2 separate regions of the Rattus norvegicus genome follow, and region 1 is linked to region 2. The links are chromatin contacts, called in public Hi-C maps. All regions are on one chromosome and are shown on one strand. Each heading gives the region's core, a stretch centred on a gene start, on an enhancer-like site or on the middle of the called end of the contact. The rest is flanking DNA. Distances are from core to core; before and after follow the strand shown.

Region 1 (5,543 bases), core at 1,167-3,666, 57 kb after region 2:
TGTTTTCTGTCACTTCTAGTATAGTGGAGAGCAGTTTTTCTCTCCCATATGTTTGCGTTTTTCCACTTGTAGCTTAAGCTGTTTTTAACTGGGGCAGATGTATAGTGTATGGTTGCTTACTGAGAGATGTCTACACGATAGTGTTTTAAAAGGCAACACTTCCACTGCCTACTCAGTTTTAAATGAGCTTCTTTTTCTTTTTAAGTATTTGACTCTTTAGCTTAATCAGTTTGCAAAACCTCTGATTTAGACTCAGGTTTAAACTGAGACGTGTATTACGGTTTTAATGTGAAATTATATCCTGTCACTTGTATGTGTGTGTGTGTGTGTGCGCACACGTGTGCAGATGTGTATTGTGTGCGCCCATATGTGTTGGAATGTGTTCCTGGGGGTGGCTGTATAGATGCAGGTACACGTGAAGGCCAGAGGATGATCAGGGATGTCTTTCCCTGCGTGCCATTCATCTTGTCTTTTGAGGCAGGGTCTCTCACTGGCCTAGAGCTCACCCAAGGAGTTTGAGCGGACTGGCTGATCCTACCCTGCTTCTTGGCTTCTTTTGTCAAAGCCAGAGAGGATTTATTTTTGGGTTACAGCTTGAGGGTTCTGTCCGTCATACAAGGAAGACAGAGCAGCAGGACTTGAGGGGGCTTGTCAGATTGCATCTGATGCCTGGAAGCAGAGTAGGAGGAGGAGAGGGAGAAGGAGAAGGAGATGGGGAAGGGGAAGGGAGAGGGAGAGAAGGGGAGGGGGGAGAAAGGGGGAGGGGGGAGGGAAAAGGGGAGTGGGAAAGAAGGGGGGAAGGAGGGGAGAGGGAAAAGAAGAGTCAGGAGGAGAGGGAAGAGGGGGAAGGACAGGGTTGAGGGGGAAGGAGAGGGATGAGGGGGAAGGAGAGGGAAGGGGGGAAGGAGAGGGTAGAGGGGAAGGAGAGGGATGAGGGGGAAGGAGAGGGTAGAGGGGGAAGGAGAGGGATGAGGGGGAAGGAGAGGGATGAGGGGGAAGGAGAGGGTAGAGGGGAAGGAGAGGGATGAGGGGGAAGGAGAGGGAAGGGGGAAGGAGAGGGTAGAGGGGGAAGGAGAGGGTAAAGGGGAAGGAGAGGGTAGAGGGGAAGGAGAGGGGTGAGGGGGAAGGAGAGGGATGAGGGGGAAGGAGAGGGATGAGGGGGAAGGAGAAGGTAGAGGGGAAGGAGAGGGTAGAGGGGGAAGGAGAGGGTAGAGGGGAAGGAGAGGGTAGAGGGGAAGGAGAGGGATGAGGGGGAAGGAGAGGGATGAGGGGGAAGGAGAGGGATGAGGGGGAAGGAGAAGGTAGAGGGGGAAGGAGAGGGATGGGGGGAAGGAGAGGGATGAGGGGGAAGGAGAAGGTAGAGGGGGAAGGAGAGGGATGAGGGGGAAGGAGAAGGTAGAGGGGGAAGGAGAGGGATGGGGGAAGGAGAGGGATGAGGGGGAAGGAGAAGGTAGAGGGGGAAGGAGAGGGATGAGGGGGAAGGAGAAGGTAGAGGGGGAAGGAGAGGGATGGGGGAAGGAGAGGGATGAGGGAGAAGGAGAGGGATGAGGGGGAAGGAGAAGGTAGAGGGGAAGGAGAGGGATGGGGGAAGGAGAGGGATGAGGGGGAAGGAGAGGGAAGGGGAAGGAGAGGGATGAGGAGGAAGGAGAGGGATGAGGGGGAAGGATTCAGGTAAGTTTCTATTTGTCTTTTTTTCTTTAAATCTAGTTTGTAGTTGGTAAAAAAAAATAAAATGCTTTTTCAATGTCTATATTTGACTTCATATTGTCGAACCATATGGTTTCTGCTGTGGGCAGAATGTTTAGTCTCCCCACAACCTCGAAATCCTGTCCCGCAGTGACGTGAGAAGGTGGAGCCTTTGGGAAGTGGTGAGCCCAGGAGCCCTCTCCTGGGGCCAGTGTCCTGAAAAAAGACAGACCCCAGGGGCCCCGTTAGCTCCCGACCCTCAGAGGCTGCAGCTGGGAGACCTGGCTGTGAGCCAGGAGGCGTCCCTCCCCAGACACCGGAACTTCAGGAGCCTTGATCTTGACCTCACAGACCCCTGGGAAGGGAAGTCTGTTTGTGACCCGTCACGAAGGGAGTTCACCTTAGGAACCCAAACGACGATGGTTTCTAAAGACGAGAGCAGTGCCCTGTGACCTCTCTGAGTAGCCAGCCTGGCATCATGCCTGCTTGGCTCTCTGTGGTGACAGAGCAGATGGCCTGTGCCTTCCTGGAGTAGATGGGCTAGCTAGGGCCAGATGGTAAAAGAACTAGTGTGGATGTGATTGCACAGGGCTGCGAGGAAGAAGTCTTTCCCCGTGTGTAATACATATATAATGCATATTTAACGAGGCAGTTTTGTGACATTCTATGTAGATGACTGTTGTCCCACGGGACTGTGATAGAACAGAAAAATCCCTGGTCTTTAGCGAGTTTTGGGCTGAGTCATACAGGCCATCCTCCTGTGTTCTGGTGACGCAGCTATAAGTGGCTGCTGTACTGTCAGCAAGTCACGATACAGCAGAACCTCATACACACCGCACACGCTTGCTAAAGGGAGACCGCAGTCACTTTATCCATTTGCTGTCACACCTTTGGCTGTCATTTCAGAGTATATACCTTCTTGCGGGTTTTGGATTTCGTGTGCATATGTATGCGTGGTGTGGGAAGGGCGTATAGATACAGTTTTATTTGGAAAACAAAACAAAACAAAACTACATGACTGGTGCCCAAGTAACAGATGGATTGGAATTGGAGGTGTGTGGACAGAGGCAAGGACGTGAGAACCCAGAGGGGTGGACTGAAGCCGAGGCGGTACTGGGGATGCTTCCTTTTTAATGAGTCTCCTTTTCCTTGATGGTACGGGCTTTCAGACACTTCTGCCTGCTTGTGTTTGATGTTGGGATAAATCTTTACGTGAGCCTGGAGAATTGGCTGAATGGTTAATTCGCTGTGTGAATCAGAGGACCCGAAACTATTTGCCAGGTCCCATGCGAGAAACCACATATGATGGCATATTTGCAGTCTGGGACTTCCTCTAGCAAGGTGGCTGGCAGAGACGGGAGGATTGCCTGGAAGTGTACAGGCCAGCTAACCTGAGATACACAGTGGAGAAATGAGAGAGACCCTTCTTCAACAGAAGGAAGGTGAAATCTAACTCCCGAACGCTGTCCACCGGCTGCCACGCCACGCCACTCCATGCCACGCCCACACGCCACGCCCACACGCCACGCCCACACGCCACGCCACGCCCACGTGCTGCGCCAAGCACACCCACACAACCACATAGAACAGTTAAATGCTAGAAATTGAAAATGAACACCTCTTTTGATAAGGGCCAGGCAGAAACCTCTTTTAGAGTTTGCAGAGATATATCTTAGATGACTGTTTGAGGGAACTTGTGCAGTGATAATGCAGCAGCTGAACTAGAGAATGTGTCCTCATGGCTTGCTCCTGCTCTGGTACATTTGGAAACTGCAGAGTTTGCTTTGGGTCCAGTCTGCTAGGTATGGCACTCACAAATTGTAGGGGAAGATGCTTCTGCTATTGGCATCCCTGGAAGGCCTTAGAAAGCCTGTTTCTAAAGTACGTTTTTTTCTTATTGGGGTTACCAAATGCAGCATGCATTGTTGGGTAGCATTTGACACAGATTAGTAGACATCATTCTGGTTGGTGGAGAAACTAGACATTTATGTGGACACACATATGGGTTCCTCTGCCTGGGGACACTTGTACACAGATGTAGCAGCTTGAAAACATCAGGGATCTGTTATTTTGCTTTGTGTGTGTGTGTGTGTGTGTGTGTGTGTGTGTGTGTGTGTTTATATTTGTGTGTTTATGTGTGTTCCAACATGTGTTCACTGAGCTAAAATCAAGTGCTTTGGGGGCTACATTCCTTCCTGAGGTTGTAGGAGAGCACTTCCCGAATGTTCAGCTTCTGGAGGTGCCTGCTTTCCAAGGTCCCCCTTTCCAGTTTAATGGCCGCTGAGCCATCTCCGCGCACACTCATGGCTACAGCTGTCTGTCCGTCCCCTTTGCTCAGGCTTCTTTTCCTACTTTCAAGAAAGAACTGTTGTGATTACGTCATGCTCACCTGCATAATCAAGGAGGGTCTTTCTGTTTTAAGGTCAGCTGACTGGCAACTTGAATTTCATCTGCAGACTGAGTGTCCCCTCTCCATGTAACCCAGCAGAGTCAGGGAGTCTGGCTCAGGCTGTGGGCACCTCTTCAGACCATCGTTCTGTCTCCTGTAGTGGTAGGCTTAATTTTAGTCTGCCTACGTTTTGAATTTATTTAGCTTATCGGCCTTGGTCTGTCTGTCTTCGTTCTCTCTCTCTTCCTCCTTTTCTAGTCTAGTCACGCGGCACGAACTTTAAAAATCACAGAATTAGATTTCCTTCTGGGAACGGAGGCCTCCGTGGAATTCCTGTCTGTTGGCGATTGTTTTCCTGAAGTCTTTGGGTAGGTGCTGAAGAGTTGTTTAGGAAGGCCGGAGAGCTAAATTGTGTTGACTCTCATTAGTGCAGGATATTAAAGCACTAAGAGGGGTGCCCCAGGGGTCCTCTCATGATGAACCTCAAAGCTTGTCATGGGATGCTCAAAAGAAACACTGGATTCTTACATCCAGTGCTTTGATGGAGGAAGAAACCAGGTCTGGGTTGAGATGGAGGAGCTAGGGTTCTATTATTGGACCTTCGGAGAATGACTTGCACTTTCCGTGCTCGGTTTAATATCTTCTTCAGTGGTGAGAACACATCTATCTTGTACGTGTTATATAGCAAAACAGGACGGGGGTGGGGAAGTGAGCCGAACTGAGCCCGTCGATGGGAACACTTCTGTAAGCAATCTTAATAGAGGGGATTTTTAACCTCCACTTGGGTGTGAGCTTGACGTTAGAGATCTTAGAATACGATTCTCTCCCCTTACCCCCTAGTAATATAGGTTAGAGGAATCAATGCACGGCATATATTTAGCAGACTTTAGGAAGAAGCCCTCCTGTACTTGTGAGCTGTAAATTCCAGACGGAGATGGGTGACCAAGGAGGAATGTTGGTGTTGGTTGAGGCTCTGCAGGTTTTTTGACCATACCCAGTAGGACCCAAACTCTCACCCAAACTCTGTGCCTTGAGAAGCCAGGCACACCTCATAACCTGCCTTCTGGGACCATGGTTAACTTAATGCTCGCATCCTGGCTGAACCGAGACCAACTGGGTCTTTGTTTATGGTACCTGGCCCAGAAAGCTTTTCAGAATAATGACTTTCTCGTTTGCCTTTCAGCAAACCAATGTAGGAACATATCCGGGCCCTTTGGCAGCTTGCTGTGGGTCAGCAGATTGTTCATCAGATCACCTCGTTTTTACGGAATTAGAGTATCAGACTTAATGTCATAGATGTGATCCTTAGAGCTCAGTGGTGTGTGTTTTTCTGTGCCTTGTTTGAGCCTTGATTATTCATCCCAGATAGATTCCTGATCCTCTCCCCAGATCTTCTGCAGCAGAATTCAGGAGTGTGGGTCTCAGGACCCTGCGGGGAGAAGGAGCTTCTGAGGAAGCTCACACAGTA
Region 2 (6,019 bases), core at 311-2,810:
CTGGAAGTTGCTCCCTGTGTCCCCACCCCGTCCCCCATCTCAGGGTCATGTCCACTCCGGACTCTCCCAGATGTCCCTGTCTTTGGCCATGCTCTCCCACATATTTATAGTAAACTTTCTCCACCATACTTAGGAGCTTTTCTCCCCCACCCCCGTGCCTCCCTCCCCCTCCTTCCTTCCCCCCTTCCCTCTCTGAGCAGTGTGCTGATTCCATGGGGCTGACTTCAAAGGAAAGTCATCACATTGGGACACATTGCAATGGAGAAAAGAGAGGACTTATGTTTGGGGCTGGTGCAACATCCTTCGTTTTGATTTGCAGGTGCACAGCAAGTACTTGGCCGCTTAGCAGGGACAGGCGAGCTGAGTCAGTTGATCTTGTGAGTTCTCTCTTCCTTCAGTGAAAATCCTAAGCACCCAGACAATACCAGACACTCTGGTGCTTTCTATTTAAAGACAAACAAAATGTTCTTCCTGTTTTCTTTTCTAATTTACCACTGCACTCAACATTTAAATTTAAGGAGCAAACGGCTTCCTTTTTTTTTTTTTTTTTTGGGACAGTGTCTCTCTGTATAGCTGATTGTCCTGAATTTACCATGCAGACCTAGCTGTTCCTCGAACACACTAAGATCCGGTCTGCCTCTGCCTCCCGGGTGCTGGGATTAAAGGCACGCCCCGCCACGCCCCTCTCCTAGGAAAGACTTCTTGAAAAAAGTAGAGTGACGAATTCCTAAACATCGAAGGATTAAATGAAGGGCTTGCTAGAGAAACTCCCTATCTGGAACGTGGGAAGATTCCTACGGTGGCTAATAAGACATCTCCATCGTTTGCGTTTGTAAAGGACAAACTTAAACTTGAATTTGGTATTTCACGTTGTGCCTCACAAAACGAGCTTTTATCAAAGAACTAGGCAGCCGGTTTCAAGTGGGTGGGTGTGTACTTAGCGCGGGCGCAGAGTTGGTTTTGTTCCCAGTTGAGTTGACACCAGCAATGGCGACTCACGGCCACACCGGGGCAGCCTCTCCAAGGCTGGCCGCCCGGCCAGGAAAATCGCTTTGGTGAGCTGAAGCTCTTAGCCAAGTCTGGCCTGCCATAGCTGCCAAGAATTTAAAGGGGGTCTAGAAACATGCATCTTCGCTCTTTTTTAGAGCTCCTGGAGACTCTGTGTTAAAAAGGAAAAAAGAAAAAGAGAAAAAGACGGGCATAGTGGTTTTGTTGTTGTTTCACGGTGTCTTCACGGTCCCCTAAGGTCCACTCTACGGGTACCCAAAACAGAAAGAAGCGGGGCAAGAGGAGGGTCAACCCGGCAGGCCCAGCCCGCCAGGGCGCGCCCCAGCTCAGCACTGTGCGCCGGGTGACCCAGGAGGCGCGGGGGTGGGGTGGGCGTGGGGCGAAACACCACCACCCCCGCGGCCCGCCCCCCAGCCCGGCCTGTGATTGGCTTGGGGGGCGCGAGTGCCCGCCCCGGCGAGCGGGAGGGTCCCCTTGGGCGCCGGGCGGCGCAGGCGGGGCGGGGAGAGCCGGCCGGGCGGAGCAGGCGAGGGGCGGGCGCGCGGGTCCCGGGGATCGCCGAGCGGGCTTGGGGGAGGCCGGGAGAGCCATCAACCGGGGCGGGAGCCCGGCGGGCTCAGCACAGAGAGGGGAGAGCTCCGGGCCAGCTGCCGTTCGGCGCGCTCTCGGAGCCGCCAGTCCGCGCGTCTCCGCAGCCTTCCGGGAGGAAGCGGCGCCGCGGCCGGGTGCAGCCTCACCTGCCGGCCCTTCCCCGCCGGGCGGCGCAGAAGGACAGAGGGTCGCGGCCCCGCGACGCACTTCAGCCCGTCGCAGCGTCTAGGACCCCGCGCGGGACGCCGGCTCCATGGCGACCGGGCTCGGGGAGCCTATCTACGGACTTTCGGAAGAGGAGGTGAGTTCCTGCCCAGAGCGCTGTGAGGAGGGGACAGGGCCCACTCTGCTGTGAGCGTCCCCCGCCAGCAGGGGCTTCGGGACTACGGGTGATCCCGAGCGGTCCCGGGCAGTGGGTGGCTTGGTCCTCCCTCTTCACCCGGGCGGTGCGCTTCGCCCGTGGCTCTCGGGGTGGGCGGAGGCCGCGTGCGCCGCTGCCCCGCGGGTCCCTTTCCTCTGCAAGCTGTCTCTCGGGGCGGTTGGGCAACTTTTCTGGACTACGCTCCTGCAACCCGGAGTCCGTGACGTGTGTCACGTCTAGGTGGCCGCAGGGGTCTTTGCGTGGTGCCGGCGATCTGGGGGCTGCTAAGGAGCCTAGTGGTGTCTTCCCCCGGGACTTTTCTTGCTAATGGGCGCTCCGTAGCAGATGTGTGCAGATCCCGGCAAGAGTGAGGGACACCGGAGAGTTGCGTGCGGCTGACCCTGCTCTTGCAAAGTCTGGAGCTGGGATTGTGTGTTTCAGAGTCTCTTATTTTGGTGTGTGGAGGTGATCTGGGGAGGAGGCAGGTGCTGCAGGAAACTTAGGGGAAGCTTGCAACCCTGCCATTTCTCTCCGGTCCGGAGGATTCAAAGCCCGGCATCTCTGGGGTGGGTGGAGAGAAGAAAGCTCCATTGATCTCTTTTATTAATAAAACGAATGAAATAAGCCACACCCCCAAACGGTCGGTTTGACTGGAGAGGGCTTTGTTTTTAAAAACCCTACTCGCTCATCGCGGTCCCCACTCCCCCTTTTGAAACGATCCTGCTAAATCACTGCTCAGCCCTCACTCGACCAGCCATTCTCGACTCTTATTGGTGTGTTGCTCTGCCAAAAAGGGGGGTGGGAGGCCTGTCGCGGGCGCGGAGTGACAGGCAGGCTGGATGGAGCAGGTAGGAGTGGTTCACCATCTGGCGGGGTGCGCGCCCAGGTCTGGCTCCCCTTTCGAGAGGTGAATTTACAACCCATGAAGCATTACTCAGCAGGGAGGTATTTCCTATCCTGGTTGTGCATTTCATGAAAAGTGGATGCCTGGAAATTTGGGCTTTCTCGGTCTCTCTTACCCTCCCTCCTTTCTTTCTGAGGTTCCCTCTTTCTCTGGTGATGGGGGTGGGGTTTAAAGGGAGTCTATTATCTGAGACAGGCTCACGTTGTGGCTTTGCTTTTTCCCTGCTGGCATGGGGTGTGTGTGTGTGTGTGTGTGTGTGTGTGTGTGTGTGTGTGTGTTCTACCTAAGTGTGGAATGAAATGGGTATCTTGTGGAAGGCAGGGCGTGTAGGGGTTGATTTTATTTTATTTTTTGATAGTGCTGGATAAGCTTACTGGACTGCTTGTGATCAAAGAATGATCACAATGCAAGTAATGTGTGGTGTGTTTCTGATTTGCTTGTGTAGAATAAATTGTGTGTGTGTGTGTGTGTGCGCGTGCAGTCACCTGGAGATGGGCAAAAGTAGAATTGTTTTGTTTACCTAGGGGAGTCTCCTCCTAGCTCCTTATCTGGAGCTGGAGAGCAGTCAGATGTCTTGAGGTGCTGAGATTCTGCCCTTCCTAAACAAAGGGCTTCCTGGGTGAGGTATCAAGGGAGTTGAAGACAGCTGTGTTTCATCTTAGATTCTCTTTAATTTTTTTTTTAAAAAATAACAGGATTATTTTTAAAAGCTCCTTGAAAGGAACATTTTGAGACTGTTTTGGAAAATGTATCTGCATAAAGGAATTCTTTCTGTCACTGTTGCGTCCATCTCTGCTTTGTTTACCATGACAGCCTGTGACAGAATCCACCTCAGGGCGCATCTTGCCACTTTTGTTTTCCAGAGAATCCCTGTAGATCTTGACCGGTGTGGGGTGTGAAAGTGGAGAGCACAGACACGGAACCGAGTGTGTGTGGGCTCGCCTGTGACTCTCCCCTCCTCCTGTTATCAGAGGGACTGGATAGGGGATAGAATACACAATTTATCTGGGTATCGCCTTGCTATTGACGGTTCTGTTTAGTTACACACATCACATATGACACAAAATAAGCCTCACCTACCTCTTTTCATTTTTCTCTTACCAATAGACAATGGATGCCTTCATATTTCTAAGGTATCTGTTTGGTATGGGAGGTTTCTTTCTGTTCAGGGGGGCCCTTGAAGACAGGCAGAATGCCTTTGTATAATATTAATATCGATTTATTAAATGTATTTGGTTTGTCTCCGGAATTAGTCTGGAAGCAAACAAAGGCCAGCAATTAACAGGCTCTGGATGTGGAATGCCCAAGCACCTCAGGCTTGCCAAGTGTTAAAAAGGGTGTACCAGTGGGCCACAAGTATCACGCGAGGGTGCTTGTTTAGCTGTAGAAAGGAGTCCACTTATAAACCTCTCTGCAAGTGGAGGGTACCCAGGGTTTCCTTGTGAGTAGACTTGTGTTTATATTTGATGGTGCCAGAAAGCATTCTGCATTTGGAATGGACTTAGTCATGCCCCGTCTTATAAAGCACTGGCGAGCTCTGTACTGTCTGTCAAGCATAGTGCCAATCTAGAACCTAGCAAGATAGCAGAGCCAAGATGCTGCTGCTTGGGGTCATCGGGCTGAGGTCTGGCTAGTATACACATGTATATGGGAGAATGGTTGGGATGTAGGTTTTGCTCCTGTGGGCATACATGCCACACAGCTTTTTGCCACGCTTTGCAGCTGAATGTCTTCGGGTGATTTAGAATTCATATTCACTCTTATTTAAATCATTTCGGTTTCGGGAACCAAAATCAAAAGCTCCCTCCGTGGAGTTTGGGTGCTGAAAGGGATTGGGTAATGAACAGCAGTTCTTATTCACGGCTGAGGATCAGATTTGGTTTTGAATCAGAACGGCTTGGACTAGTTTCTGCAACTGGCCTGGGTCCTTGAAGAGCCTTCTTCTTGTTGGTACTTAAAATTGTGGCCATCTGAGGGCCTGCTGGCATGGTTTACTCAAGACTGCTATTGTTACTTTTTTGAAGTGTTTCATTACACCTGAGACAGGGGTCTTCTCTGGGTCGGGGAGAGTTTCTATTGGATTCAGGGTTTCAATGACAACCGTTTGAAAAGATGCGCTGTGGTGTCCCAGCACTTAGGGAGCTGAAGAAGGGCCGGTGAGCTTGAGGCCAGCCTCGACTAAATGCCAACAGACAAACCAAGAAGCAAACATCCACAACCCAAAAACAAACAAAATGATGGGATATGTCACTTAGCATATTTTTGGTGGCTCGAATGAGGCAAATGGCCGGAGCTGGAACTTGGAATGTGTCTCTCATTCTGTACAAATAAGGCTACGCAAGTACCAAGCCTTAAGCATATGGCATCTAACTTCCGCTTCATTAGAGACCCTACGGTACGCTGTTATTTCTGGCTGAGGAATGGAAGCTAAGAGCGCTTAAAAAAAAAAAAACCTGCAGGAAAGACATGCAGCGAGTGAGTGGACCCGTCGGTCCCACAGCCCTAGTTCTTAAGGTGTGAGGACGGATCTCCCTTTTCTTCAAAGCATCTTGAAAGGTTTTCACAGTTAGGTTATTCTTCGTGATAGTGGCAAGTGAGCTAACCATTGTGGGTTGCATTCAAACACTCCTTAACCAGAATGGCCTACCTGCCCTCGTTAGTGCGGTCTCCATACTGTGTTAAAGCTTGGGAGAGTTCATGAAAAAAAGGTGAGACATCTAGCTTCTCTGGGTCATGTTCTCACCTGGAAACAAAGTAGCCGTGCGTGCCTCTCCTGTGTGGCAGTGTGTGCAGTTGATGCAGTCAGCTCTCTTCTCCAGTGCCTTTTGGGTCTTTACTGATTTGTATATCATTATAAACTTGCTAATGAACACTTAAGGATAACTTGGCCACAGATAGCATATTGGTTTCATTCTAAGGGCAGGGTCCTCTTAAGATGCATCATGATTTTATATGCCCAAAACTAATATTGTTGTCCTAGTAAGACTGGCTGTCAATTTTAGGAAGTTATCTTTATTTCATAGATGTTAAAATATGAAACAAGGATGTTTCGGAACCGATGAGTACTATTGATTAGAAAATCCCAGTGATTTACTCCAAGCTTTAGGTCTACTTTAGAATGTGTATTAATGGAACATTTTTCCCTGTTCTTTGCC

Evidence for each region. Hi-C and Micro-C count contacts between places; a contact is called where the count stands out from the background.
Region 1: a contact with region 2 is called in a Hi-C map of Schwann cells, with 7 times the contacts expected there. The contact joins the enhancer-like site here to the promoter of Nedd4l in region 2. A contact is called at or near these places in 12 of 12 Hi-C or Micro-C datasets (the A7r5 cell line, the Rat2 cell line, Schwann cells and 7 more) and 1 of 1 datasets of contacts at active chromatin or transcription factors (oligodendrocytes).

What each region holds. Positions count from the first base shown.
Region 1 is chr18:60,718,140-60,723,682 of GRCr8, forward strand. The region is part of intron 1 of Nedd4l (NEDD4 like E3 ubiquitin protein ligase); the gene reads left to right. Among named protein-coding and RNA genes, the nearest start is that of Nedd4l, 57 kb to the left of the region's middle. Within about 2 kb of position 2,417, at least 20 of the 93 cell types and tissues checked have an H3K27ac peak or open chromatin away from gene starts, as enhancers often do. A contact at or near this core is called in the A7r5 cell line, Schwann cells and prefrontal cortex, where this site is marked.
Region 2 is chr18:60,662,410-60,668,428 of GRCr8, forward strand. Nedd4l (NEDD4 like E3 ubiquitin protein ligase) reads left to right here and starts at 1,561. Exons shown (of 31, transcript NM_001401320.1): 1 at 1,561-1,900. The coding sequence starts at 1,853.